4 separate regions of the Rattus norvegicus genome follow, and regions 2, 3 and 4 are each linked to region 1. The links are chromatin contacts, called in public Hi-C maps. All regions are on one chromosome and are shown on one strand. The core of a region is the stretch at or near the end of the contact, and the rest is flanking DNA. Distances in the headings are between cores, read along the strand shown. Region 1 overlaps LOC134480843 (large ribosomal subunit protein eL21-like). Region 2 overlaps Bcas3 (BCAS3, microtubule associated cell migration factor). Region 3 holds the start of Brip1 (BRCA1 interacting helicase 1). Region 4 overlaps Brip1 (BRCA1 interacting helicase 1).

The links. A called contact is a pair of places that touch in the nucleus more often than the background predicts.
Region 2: a Hi-C map of Schwann cells shows a contact between it and region 1, with 19 times the contacts expected there. The contact joins two enhancer-like sites. A contact is called at or near these places in 9 of 12 Hi-C or Micro-C datasets (the A7r5 cell line, the Rat2 cell line, Schwann cells and 5 more) and 1 of 1 datasets of contacts at active chromatin or transcription factors (oligodendrocytes).
Region 3: a contact with region 1 is called in a Hi-C map of the A7r5 cell line, with 5 times the contacts expected there. The contact joins the promoter of Brip1 here to the enhancer-like site in region 1. A contact is called at or near these places in 6 of 12 Hi-C or Micro-C datasets (the A7r5 cell line, hepatocytes, kidney and 3 more) and 1 of 1 datasets of contacts at active chromatin or transcription factors (oligodendrocytes).
Region 4: a Hi-C map of Schwann cells shows a contact between it and region 1, with 8 times the contacts expected there. The contact joins two enhancer-like sites. A contact is called at or near these places in 12 of 12 Hi-C or Micro-C datasets (the A7r5 cell line, the Rat2 cell line, Schwann cells and 7 more) and 1 of 1 datasets of contacts at active chromatin or transcription factors (oligodendrocytes).

What each region holds. Positions count from the first base shown.
Region 1 is chr10:71,187,258-71,190,323 of GRCr8, forward strand. The region is part of intron 1 of LOC134480843 (large ribosomal subunit protein eL21-like); the gene reads right to left. Among named protein-coding and RNA genes, the nearest start is that of Tbx2, 12 kb to the left of the region's middle. Within about 2 kb of position 1,469, at least 48 of the 93 cell types and tissues checked have an H3K27ac peak or open chromatin away from gene starts, as enhancers often do. A contact at or near this core is called in the A7r5 cell line, Schwann cells, hepatocytes and 1 more, where this site is marked.
Region 2 is chr10:70,744,332-70,747,397 of GRCr8, forward strand. All of the region lies in intron 6 of Bcas3 (BCAS3, microtubule associated cell migration factor), which reads left to right. The region is part of intron 1 of LOC134480843 (large ribosomal subunit protein eL21-like); the gene reads right to left. Among named protein-coding and RNA genes, the nearest start is that of Bcas3, 34 kb to the left of the region's middle. Within about 2 kb of position 1,585, at least 8 of the 93 cell types and tissues checked have an H3K27ac peak or open chromatin away from gene starts, as enhancers often do. A contact at or near this core is called in the A7r5 cell line and Schwann cells, where this site is marked.
Region 3 is chr10:71,526,606-71,529,671 of GRCr8, forward strand. Brip1 (BRCA1 interacting helicase 1) reads right to left here and starts at 1,478. Exons shown (of 20, transcript XM_006247063.5): 1 at 1,041-1,478. Ints2 (integrator complex subunit 2) reads right to left here. Exons shown (of 25, transcript NM_001100630.2): 25 at 2,420-3,066. The region is part of intron 1 of LOC134480843 (large ribosomal subunit protein eL21-like); the gene reads right to left.
Region 4 is chr10:71,502,828-71,505,893 of GRCr8, forward strand. The region is part of intron 6 of Brip1 (BRCA1 interacting helicase 1); the gene reads right to left. The region is part of intron 1 of LOC134480843 (large ribosomal subunit protein eL21-like); the gene reads right to left. Among named protein-coding and RNA genes, the nearest start is that of Brip1, 24 kb to the right of the region's middle. Within about 2 kb of position 1,559, at least 12 of the 93 cell types and tissues checked have an H3K27ac peak or open chromatin away from gene starts, as enhancers often do. A contact at or near this core is called in the A7r5 cell line and Schwann cells, where this site is marked.

The DNA.
Region 1 (3,066 bases), core at 219-2,718:
CACTGTGTACCTCTGCGGGTGTATGGCTTCCCACTCGTGCAGGGACATCGGGGATAGTGATTTGAAGAGGAGGGTGAAGATGTAGGTAGAATTGAAAGTTTCAGGAACTCCAAATGCTCAGGTCACCTTCCTGGGCTGACACACTGCAAGCAAAACACTTTGTCCATCTTTACCTGGGAGAGGGCTGCCTCGAGTTTCCCTGGGCTGAGGAGAAGAGAGTGTGGAGTGTGTGTGCCTGTGTGTGGTGTGGTGTGGTGTGGTGCGCGTGTGTGTGCGTGTGCGTGCGTGTGTGTGCGTGCGTGCGTGCGTGCGTGTGTGTGTGTGTGTGTGTGTGTGTGTGTGTGTGTGTGTAGACGATCTCACCCTAACCCTAGATGAGCTACTCTGCTCAGCTTGGACTGACTGCGGCAATGTGGTCCATGAGCCAAGCAGGAACAAGGAAAGTCCCTCCCTACTTCGCAATCTCTCCCAATCTCTGCGTTTATTCGAAGTCGCTTTTGGTTGAAAGGGCCGGTAAAATTCACAGAGCAAGGTGTGCCCTGGCTTCTTGCGGCCTCTCCTCTCGCTTTCTACCTGGAAAGAATGCTGGCTGTTTGGCTGTGGGATCCCCCTCGGCATGCGGACACCAGGGGGCAGCACATGCGGTGGTGGGCAAAGCCGCAGCAGCTCCGGCGGGGTGCTATTGCAGATCTGCAGCGCAATTTGGAGAATCCTCCCAGCCTCTTGCTTTCGGCCTTACACACACCCCTCCCGGGGTTGCCACCCCAGTGCTCCGCTGGGCCCCAGCTGCAAGGCCAAGTGCAGATTGGGGGGAGATCCTGCGGCCGATGGGCTGGGCCTTGTCCCAGACAAAGGTCTGGCCACTCCCAGGCCCAATTAAGCCACCAGCCTTCCCAGCCTTCCAGCCTTCATTGTCTCTGGGGTCGCCAATTAGCTCAGGCGCCCGCGTACCCGCTGCTCCGGTGCCCCACGGCCTTAACCCTTCGAAGGACCTGCCACCAGGGCACCTTGGATAACAAATCCGGCAGCAGAGGGACATGTGTGAGCTATGAGTGTCGAGGGGCCGTTGAGGCATGTTAAGTGGGTGACCAAGCGTGTCGCCAAGAGTCTCTATGGGGAGTGTGGGGTCTGAGAAAATTGTGTGCGCTGGTTTAGGACTGGGTGTGATTCACCGGAGAACTCGAAGATTCAGAATTTGGGGGCACGGTGAGACCCCTAGCGACTCAACTGAATGGATCCCGAGGTGTTGGACACTGCATTTCCCAGGCGGTTAATTCGAGGCTTCCGAACCCTCAAGCCATTTCTTCCCTCCAAACTTCCCGGCTGCAGCGGAGGGCTTCTGAGCCTCGGAAGTAGGCCCTGCCTTCCCGGAGGGCGTGGAACCGGGCTCAGCCTTCCCAGTGGGCTGCGGATTCACGGGCGTGGGGAGGAGCAAGCCGCGCGGGCTTCTCCGGGACTGCGGTCTCCGACTCCGAGGCTCAGGCCCCGCCCCTCCTGGGCTCAGGCCCCGCCTCTCCAGAAGAAGGCAGCCGGGGAGGGACTGGTTTGGGAGAAATTGGAGTTGCAACTCTGAGCCCTTCTTCCCACGTTGGGAACGACTCTAAAGCCAAATTTGCTTTCTTCTTCCATCCTCCCATCCTCCCTCCGCCTCTCCGCCCTTGACCGCGAAGTTTGGAACACTGTCCCGGTAGGCTAAGTCCAGCCAAGGGTGAAGAGTCTCGGCTGTAAGCCTTAGGCGTCAGTGGCGAGAGCAACCCCGAGCATTGGAAGGGGCTGGGCGCTCCGGGTGACCTCAGAGCATTGCGCTGCGTCCTCCGGAAAGCAGGCAGGTTGCCCCACAGGGGAAGTGTTGGTGCCTGGAAACTGTTTTTCCCTCCGAGTTTCTTTTGGGCCCCCTTGGGGCGAGTGTCTGTCTATCGGGTTTGTTGGGGCCAAAGACCTCGAACTAACGCCCCTTTGCCTTGGCTGTTCCGGATCCCAGAGCCTTCCCAGGTCCCAGGCCGCAGAAACTTCCCCACATGTCCACGAGATGGCGCTCCAGGCCAGGGGCCGGTCTGCAGCCGGTCAGCACGCCCTGCCAGAGCTTGAGGTGCACTGAATCCAGGGAAATGGGCACCGGGAGGAGCCTTAGACCCATTGTAGGTCCAGGCCCAGAGACTTGAGAGGGGCTACCGACTTTGGGCACCGATTAGAGAGCTCAAAGCTTGATGCGGGGTCTTCTCGGAGCTGCCCTGCAGTGCCAGCGCCCAGAAGCAATGACCTTCTATGTGCCTGGCTGGGCTCGGATCCTTCTTGAGACAGGGAAGGTGCCTCTGTCCTTCCTGGCCTCTCTGAAACAGTCAGGGCTGGGATCTATGGGCACTGGAAAACATGCCTCTGGCCCTTTTGGTGTAAGGCTCCACTGGACCATGCAAGCTTGGGTGTAAGGGTTGGTTAAGACATTCCTCAGCTCCTACCGCCACCTCCTCAGCCTCACCCAGCTCCTCAAGGTCACACAAGAGACTGTTCCATATACACCAGGGACCGGTGTACTTGAGGACCAAGGGTATAATCTTTCAAGACCACCAAAGGTCCTGGAGGGGCTTTGGGTCTCCAGTTGTTCCCTCTAAAGGAGGTGCTGAATAAGAACGGCGTAGGGGGTGAGCAACCAGAAGTTGAGTCCGGTTTCAGCTGGATACTCCACACGGGTAAAGAGGGGAGGCCTGGTAGCTAAGAAATGGCACATTCAGGGCTGGAGAGATGGCTCAGCGGTTAAGAGCACTGACTGATCCTCCAGAGGTCCTGCAACCACATGGTGGCTCACAACCATCTGTAATGAGATCTGATGCCCTCTTCTGGTGTGTCTGAAAAAAGAAATGGCACACTCAGAGTGGGGGAGATTCTTGGAAGCTAAGTACCAGAGGTTCCAGCAGCTCGACATCCAGGCAGAATAAGTCTACACACACTTTTTTAAGAGCACAAGGACAGAAGCTCACCCAGCTCCCATCAGTCTTGCACCTCTTCCATAACTTGCTGCCTAACCCCAGCCAGAGTGTCAGCATCGTTCCCCTTCAGGGTATATCAGAG
Region 2 (3,066 bases), core at 335-2,834, 440 kb before region 1:
ATGTGCATGAGTGTATGTTTCCCTGGGAGAGCATGCAGAGGCCTGAGGAGAAAAAAGCCATGGGCTCTTCTTCTCAGTTGTTTCTTTGTATTATTGCCTTGAGACAGGGTCTCTTTTGAACCAGAAGCTGCTGTTTCAGCTCTACTGTCTGATCAGGGAGGTCTCAAAATCTGCCTGTTTCTGCTTGTTAATGTTAGGAGGAATGGGCATGCGGAAGTGAATACTTTGAAACAGTACAATTGAGAAGGTTGGAGTGGCTGTATGAACCAGGCATGCACATGACTACCGCTTACCAACAGTCTGTGGCAGAGAGATGCTGCAGTTGGAGTCTCTGAACCTGAGTTCACACGATATTACCACCCACTGCAAGGGTTCATTTCAGTGCTGTATGTGGGGCTTCGATAAATGTGCAGTGACATGTGTCACTGAGCATTGTTCACTCATGTCCCCACACCTTGAATAGAGGCATCATCAATCTCCTTGTTCCTTGACATTGTATTTGGCATATGTCTTTTGTCATACTTGGAGTGGCCACTTCAGATTGGTTTCTGCGAGCTTCCCTGTGTCTTCTTTCATGGATGATTATAGTTTATACATTTTGCTCTTTGGAGTATCACAGTTAATGTCGTATACCATTGTAAATGTAGTTTATAATGCCATAAGCTATGTAAATGTCACATTTGTAGCTTGACTTTTTTCTTGTGTATGTGTGATCGTGCATGTATGCACACAGACAAGTAAGTGGAGCACACTGGATGAAGTTTTAAGGATTCTTTTCTTTCTCATGTAGTTCCCTCCCCTATGGGTAAGACAGTCACTGTCCTGACCACAGATTAGCTTTGCAGTTTTAAACTTTTTTCTTTAAAGGTATTTATTTTGTGTATGTGAGTACACTGTCACTGTCTTCAGACACCAGAAGAAGGTATGGGATTCCATTACTAATGACTGTGAGCCACCATGTGGTTGCTGGGATTTGAACTCAGGACCTCTGGAAGAGCAGTCAGTGCTCTTAACCACTGAGCCATCTCTCCAGCCCAGCTTTGCAGTTTTAAAACACAATATAAATGTATGCAGCATGGGGGTTGGGGATTTAGCTCAGTGGTAGAGCGCTTAAGGCCCTGGGTTCAGTCCCCAGCTCCGAAAAAAAGAAAAAAGAGAAAAAAAAGGAAAAAAAAAGTATGCAGCATGGAATCTTCCTGTCTTGTCTTTTGTCTTCTGCTCAGTGTATATTTTAGGTTCATCTCATTCAAGCTGTAGTAAAAAGAATGAATTAGAGGCAATCAAGTTTGTGTGCCTGAGTGACTGTGATGTGTTTATGACAGCTGCTTAGACCAACACTCTGTGTAATGGTGTCACATTGACTTCTGAGCACCTTCCTGTCTGCCTCCTGGCACACATGTCAGGCTGTCTGAGTGGTTTCACATTAACATCTACCCCAAGGAAGATCTTTGACTACAGAAGTGTTAGTTGCAAATAGAAGATACCATTAGAGCAGCTTCAAAGGCCTGGTACTTAGATTGGTGTGCGCTGAAGTCATGGCTGGGGCTGTGAGGTCTGTCTGGTGCAGCCGTGCATAGCCACGGGCCACATGCTGCCCTCCTTTCATCCTCCTCTGGAAAAGCAGGCTGGAGGGAAAGGGTCAGAGCTGCCTCAGTGCTTTTTCAGTGTGTGTGAAAATTTGGAAGTATGAAAATATGAGTAACAGCTCCATTCATTATTTATGTTCTGTGGTTTTCATACTCTTCCTGAGACTCACTTCCTTTGCTTCAGTTTTGTGTTTTGTAGTTAGTGTCAAGACCAAAATACAGACTGGCCTGCTGTCTCCTTCATGTGGTCAGCAAATATCTGTTCTTTAAGTTGTAAGTTCTCACAAATACACATTTTAGGTGGTTTTTGTGGTTTGTGTTTTCTTCCTTGTTGGCACACAGAGTCTGCTGTGGAGACACTGACTCTGGCATCAGCCGAATCATTTGTGGTTGGGCAGCAAAAATAAAATAGCAAATGTATTCCCCTCTTGCCCCCAGTCCAGGCAGGCGTTTGCAGGGCTGCCCCTGACCTGCAGGGGTGCATTCCTCCACCTGGCTAAGCTGAAAACCTGGGGCAGAGCCGCAGCGTGGAGCACTGGCCACACCTGGTTACAGCAGAGCCTCCCAAATGAAAGCTGTTAGGTTGGCTTTGAGGTGGCTTCTTACTGTGATGCCAAGGCAGCACAAATTCTCCAACTGTGGTGATCCTCCTGCCGTAGCCTCCCTAGCTGGGTATTACAGTTATGTGTGAACTATAGGAGATGCTGGTGTCTTTTGAGGTTGAAAGTTTTGTGCAGTCTTTCTCCTTTTTCTTTTTAATTTTTGTAGTGAAAGCATAATCCCATGGTTCATGGAAGGATTGGTGCAGATACTGCACCCCCTTGAACACATACACAATTTGTTGATGCCTCTGTCTCCTTTTTAAATATGTGCAGTTTTTTTTGTTTTTTGTTTTTTGTTTTTTTTTTTTTTGGAGATAGAGGTTTCTCTCTGCAGCACTGGCCTTCCTGGAACTTATTGTGTAGGCCAGGCTGGCCTTGAACTCAGAAATACATCTGCATCTGCCCTCTGGTGCTGAGATTAAAAGCATGCACCACCCCTGTCTGGCAAACTGAGGTACATACATATAACCCAGCTGTGTTCTATAGGTCATTTCTGTGCTCTAAAACAGCATAGTTAATGTCAAGCCTATATTAATAGTTGTTAGGTGTAATGTTACAGTAATAACAAAGAAGGTGTTGGTGGTCAGTACAGATGTGCCCACACCTGCTTGGAGATGGTGTTGGAGTGCGGAGGATGCCGTGGGCACACTGGACCGACTGTACAGCAGCAGGGTAGCACGGGTGCTGAAGCAGAGTCTGTGAGCTGCTACTATTTGCTTTGTGATTGCTCGGGTTACTTAATGGCTAATTAAAATCTCCTCGAGTCTGTCGCACTGAATGCCTGGTCAGCCTGCCTCAGATCCCACACAGCTGGCATTATAGGTATGTGCCAGCTCATGCCTGGCCATTTTGGCCTCTTTACAGAGTTATGTTGCTAT
Region 3 (3,066 bases), core at 228-2,727, 340 kb after region 1:
CAGGTCATGAAGTCATAATAACTTTAACCACAGCTTCTGTGCTCCAAAACACCCCACCACTCTAAGTTATTTGCAGTTCTAAATATTGTTCTGTCAGACAAGACCTGCACAAAATCAAGCCAACGAGATCTGTCAACATTCTATCAGGCAGTACTAATTGGACTCATTGGGTGGGAGGGGCGTATGAAGGGGTCCCGGAGCAGTGCGAAGGGTGTACTGGGGATGGGTATGGTCAAGATACATTGTATACATGCATGAAACTATCAAAGAATGAAAATAAGATATTGTTAGAAAAATCAATGATTTTATCTATCAACCTCTCAGGTTTAGAGGAATCTAACTAATATCCAATCTCTGATTTATCTGTAAACCTCTGAGGTTTAGTGAAATCTAACTAACCTCTTAATCTGAGCAAAACCTCAATATTGTTTTACTACAATTAATCTAGATGACAATCTATGCCTGGAACTGTGGCAACATTCCTCTCAAAACGTGGACGCTTCACTTGTAGAATGCATCAAAAAGAATCATACTTCCGGATGTGGAGGCGCAATTCTTCTGGCCCCCAACAATCGGGAAGCAGAAACAGGTGGATCTCTGTAAGATCGAGGGCAACCAGGTCTACACAACGAGTTCCAGGCAAGCCGGAGCTGGAGGGTGAGATTCTGTCTCTTTAAGAGAACGAGGTGCGGGGGGGGGGGGGGGGGGGGAAGAAAAGGAACAAATCTGTCGCTCGCCCAGAAGTATCGCGGGAGTCGGGGCTACCTCCAGCCTGCGTTCACAGAACGTAAGGACAGGCTACCCGTTCCTCAGTTTTCCTTCCCAAGCTCCCAGTTCTCACACATCCAAGGGTGCCACACCGCAGGGCAGGAGAGCCCAGTAGTGCGGGCCTACAGGAACCCGTCCCCTCCCCCCACCTCCTTTCCACTCGTCCGTGGCTGGCTCCGGCTCCCAGAGAAAAGGAAATGCTGACGTTTGACAGAAAGCAACGCAGAGCCGAGTTACAAGGAAAGTTGGCGCGTACGAAAGTTCTCCCTCACCGACTGTTACCGCGCTGCCAGGTGCCAAGGTACTGCCACTCCTCCCTGTCCGCGCCGGACTCTGCAGCGCCACACAGACGAATTCGCGCCTCCCGCCCCGGTTCTCAGTCAGCCAATCACACAGTCAGGCCAAAAGGTAAACAGCCAACCATCGAACGAGGCCAATACTGTACCGCCCAATGGGAGCCTGCGAAATAAAATCAACCCTAATGTACTAGACCGCACCGGAAGGCGATCACCCCCAGAGAGAAAGACTGGAACAAATTCCGCAGATTTGCTTAAAGGAAAGGAAAAAAGTCTTGTACCACTTTTGGGAACGGATGATCTAACCTAGACAGCCAGTTCCCTATGACTGGAAGACAATCTTATGACGAAAAGGAAACATTTTTCCTGTTGTCTTATCACGCAAATAAAACTTCCCATGGTTACACTAAGAGAGTGCAAACTGCACCAGAATTGTCACTACAATGCCAGAATAAGTGAGTAGGTCCCATGGCACTTCGAACATTATTCCGTGATGTTCAAGGTCTCGGATAGAATCTGAGGCGTATAATCTCTCCCGATCACATAGATCACTAGGGTTTACCTAACTTGCATACTATTTTATTCCTTGCCAAGAAGTACAATTTCCTCAATTATAGGAGGTTTAACCACGACCTTGACAAATTAATTTTTTGGTCGCTAGATTGTTTTAATAGATATTTATTATTGTTGTCGTTGTTGTTTGTAGCCTAATCTTGACTCAACTAATAGAAACCCCAAAAGGCAAAACCATGGGTAGTTTTCTTCAGTTAGTTTAGAGAGCAAGACTGGTTGTTTGCCCTGCTTTCGGTTATGCAGTTTCCTAAAATGATGGATCTATAATCATAAAAAACAAATTACCTTTGACATAGTAAGTCAAGTGTCCTTAATTTATCCTAAAAGCATTATCTAAAAGCGAATTCCTCAATTGACAAGTGTCAGTTGTCACACTGAAAAGTTATAATCTTTAGTAAAGGGGTATGGGTTCTGATTTATCAGTTCAATAGATTAGTCAATAAAACAATAAAAAAAAAAAGCTGCTTTCAAGAAAAAATATACCCTGTGAAATTGGGTCTATAAAAGCAGACTCCAGTATCTGAAGAGGGTGGTGGATCAGTGGCTAAGAACACTTGATTCTCTTGTATAGGACCCAGGTTCCATATCTAGCACCCATATGGTGGCTCAAATCATCAGTAACTACGATTCCTAGAGTTCCATAGTCTTACTGTCCTTTGGTTTATGTGACCTTACAGAAAGGGACACATTAAAGCCCAGGAACTAGAATGTCCTAGGTTCTAAATCTCTCCTGGTACCTTTACATTAACAGTTGTGAAATAAAACACAAAAACTACAGTTCATTGATAAAGAATGAATGTTTATAAATCAATATCCAAAATAGTTGCACACATCTGTTTTGACTGGAATAAAAAAAAAATCACATTGTGACAAAGTTTATAACCTTAACTTAAGATACATGAATATTAACATTTACTAATATTATTTACACATTTTATTTACATCATCAACAAATCAGATGAAAAATAGGCTATGTTATTACTTTAACACAGTAGGTTATGACTAGTCTTGGAAAATTGATCCACAAAATGTGTACTGTATTTCATTACAAAACATACTTCAAACATTTCAGAATTCCTAAAGGATTCTACTATTCACACAAAATATTCCAGAAAGGCCTCATTTAAAAACAAAACAGGAGCAGTTAAGAGACTACAAAACTGTCTCATTGAAAATATGAAATTCCTGTGGTCTATCTTTAAAGCATATTCTTACTCTTCACATCAAAATCACTTAATTGAACATTAAGCATCTAATAAAAAGTTATATATATATATGTATATATATATATACATATATATTCCACCATGCACACTATGCACTTCATGATTGGAAACAGCTATAAACGTGTCTTTAATAGAATACCTACATGAGGTAGGGTCAGGAGTGAAAAGGAAAATGAGATGTGACTATGTCCACGTGGAAAGGA
Region 4 (3,066 bases), core at 309-2,808, 320 kb after region 1:
ACACCTGTACATTTCAAAAATACTTAAAAATACTACCCCTCAGGGTTGGAAGTGATTTTTATTTTCTACTTTATAATATTTGGATACTATTTTTTTCTGTATTATTGTTTTATCTGCATGTATGTATGTATGTATGTATGTATGTATGTATGCATGCATGCATGCATGCATGCCACTGAGCCTGCAGGGCACAGAGAGCATATCAGATCTCCAGGAACTGAAGTCACAGGCAGTTGCGAGCCTCCGTGAGAACTGAGAACAGAATCTGCATCTTCTGTAAGGATAACAAGCACTCTTGACTGCCGAGCCATCTCTCAAAGCCCCATTTTGGTCTTTTTCAATGAATCTTTCAATGAAGAAAGCAATACTCTGCTATCAACTCGTCTTGTACACACTGACCAAAATGCTATCAACAGAACTTACACAAAGTCATTTTGTGGGCTGAGGCAATGGCTCAGTTGATTTTCAAGCGTGAGGACCTAAATCTGACCCCTAGAGCCCATATAGTAAAGTGCACAGAAAATGCAGTTCTGGGGTGACTAAAACATGATCACTAGGATTCACTAAGCAGCCAGCCTGGTCTAACTGGAGCACTCTCCAAGACAATGAAGACACCCTGTCTCAATAATCAAGGGGGATGACGTCAGTCAAATGATACACACATGCACACACATCTGCAGGTGCACACATGCATACACACAACACACAAAATTATTTTGCTTCTACCACGGACACTGAAAATTAGTTGACATCATCTACACACAGACCTCTAACACAGAAGTTACCCCAACAGAATTTTCTCTAACGACAGATGGTCTGATATCTGGCTATTCAATGGACTTGACATTGCCCAGATAGGAACACAGAGCACTTGAAAAGTAATTAGTGTGACTAAGTGAATTTTTAATTAACCGAAGGAGCCAGTTGTTATCCTAGCCAGCTTTCCTACAGTGAGCGCGAACCACTGAAATAAATGTTCGTGAAAATAGTCAAGAAACATATCCTCGGAGAAATTCACTCCTTTAAACAGCATGGACACACGCTACTGCCTGTCACAGCGGTGAACTAGCACATTCCAGCAGTTGTCCTCGGTACTCTGGGACCCTGTAAAGGTCACATTATCAGCTAGAAACCGGCATATGTGTCATCAGCATTCACAGACTCGTTCTGGTGTCAAATCTCAATCAGCAAAAACGATGCTCAGCAGATGCATTTATCATAAAACTCTGAACTCGTAACATCTCGTTCTTCTGTAACTCAGCCTACTGAATACTGCTTCTCACAGTGTTGCAGTTTGTCAGGACACCTTCACTTCTTTCACTATGAGCACACCCCTGAGGGGTGTGTCCACACTAACAGCTTTAATACATGATCAAGATCTGCGTGCTAGCTTTACGGGGTGCTTTTCCATATTTGACAGAACGTCAACAGTTTATCTTTCTGTTCCCTCTCTTCTCAGGCAGCAGTCAAACACCACCCTCCCCCAGCCTCAGCCCTCATGCTATGAACGTAAACGCTTCCTTCTTTCCTTATCACCGTGACTCACAGGAATATTTGCAGGCCTTTCCAGACATCTCCAACAACAAATATGTATGCCGCCTAGAGAAGAAAATGGTGAGTAATGTAATAGGCTCTTGGCCCCACGTCGAATCTCAAAAGGAATCTGACGTGTGTGCCCGCCGGCCGCCTGCCGGTTTATTATGCGTTGTGGGTGTGCTTGTTTGGGGTAATGTGGGTGCACATGGAAAAGATGTATCACAGCTGGAGAGACACAGGAGGAGGTGTGCCGTGTTCCCCTCCTATGCTTTGCCCTGCAAACGCTGAATCCATCTGTGGTCCTGTTTTGTTTCCTTGTCTTTCATGGCCTTTATTAACTCATACACATTCTCTTGTCTTCTGGTTCACTGAAGCAGTAAGTCAGATAAGATTGTCCATATTTCTGTCAAAGTCACTGGCCATAAAGAAGGGCACGCTCAAACAAGGTAACTAATATTGTCATCTTCACGTACACTCTAGGATTTTAGGACAGCCGATTTAAACATCTTTGTCATAAGTTCATTGTCCTTATAAGTGGTGTATGACCATAAAGTCTCAACACAAAATGGCACAAAAAGTCTTAATGTTATAGTCAAAGTACATTTTCTCCAGCAAAGATCATCCTTTGCTGATCAAGAGAAATTCCTTCCTTATCCTGGATCTTGGCCTTTGGTCTTCCCCTAAGGTTTTGCAGAACTTTGCATCTTGAGCTAGAGAGGTGGCTCAGCCACTCACGGTGCTTCCTGCTCTTCCACAGGACACAAGTGTGATCACCAACACCCATGTTGCCTTCTTCACGACTGCCTGTAACTCCAGCTCCAGGGAGTCCGACTCCCTCTTCTGACTGTATGGGTATATGCTCACACATGGCATACATTCACACACACATACAAATGAATTAGAATAAAAGCTAGAGCTTGAGAAAGGAAATCTACCTTAACACACTTGGTAGCACACACCTTTTAACCCAGGCATTCAGAAGGCAGAGTCAGGCAGATCTCTGAAATAATTTCTGGCTTCGATATCTAAGACTGAAATAAACTGGACCAAGAGTTGGCAGTATCTTCTCTAAAGGGCAAAGAATGAAGACTTTAGGTTTTATGGGCTGTAGAGCCTGTTCAACTCCTTTTATTCGATATTGCGCTGTTTGAGACAGAGTCTTACTGTGTGCCAGGTTGACCTAGAACTCCCAAGTGCTGGTATTAAGTGTGGGACTGTTTAGTCCCCAACTCTATTGATAAAGAACAAAGTGTAACAGATAATGTCTAAATGGATGTAAACTATTCCAACACACACACATACACACACAACATACACACACGCACACACGCACACACATACACACACAACATACACACACACGCACACACACACCACACACACACAACATACACACACACCACACAACATACACACACACACACGCACAACATACACGCACACCACACACCCAACACACACACACACACGCACGCATACAACATACACACACACCACACATACACACACACCACACACACACCACACACA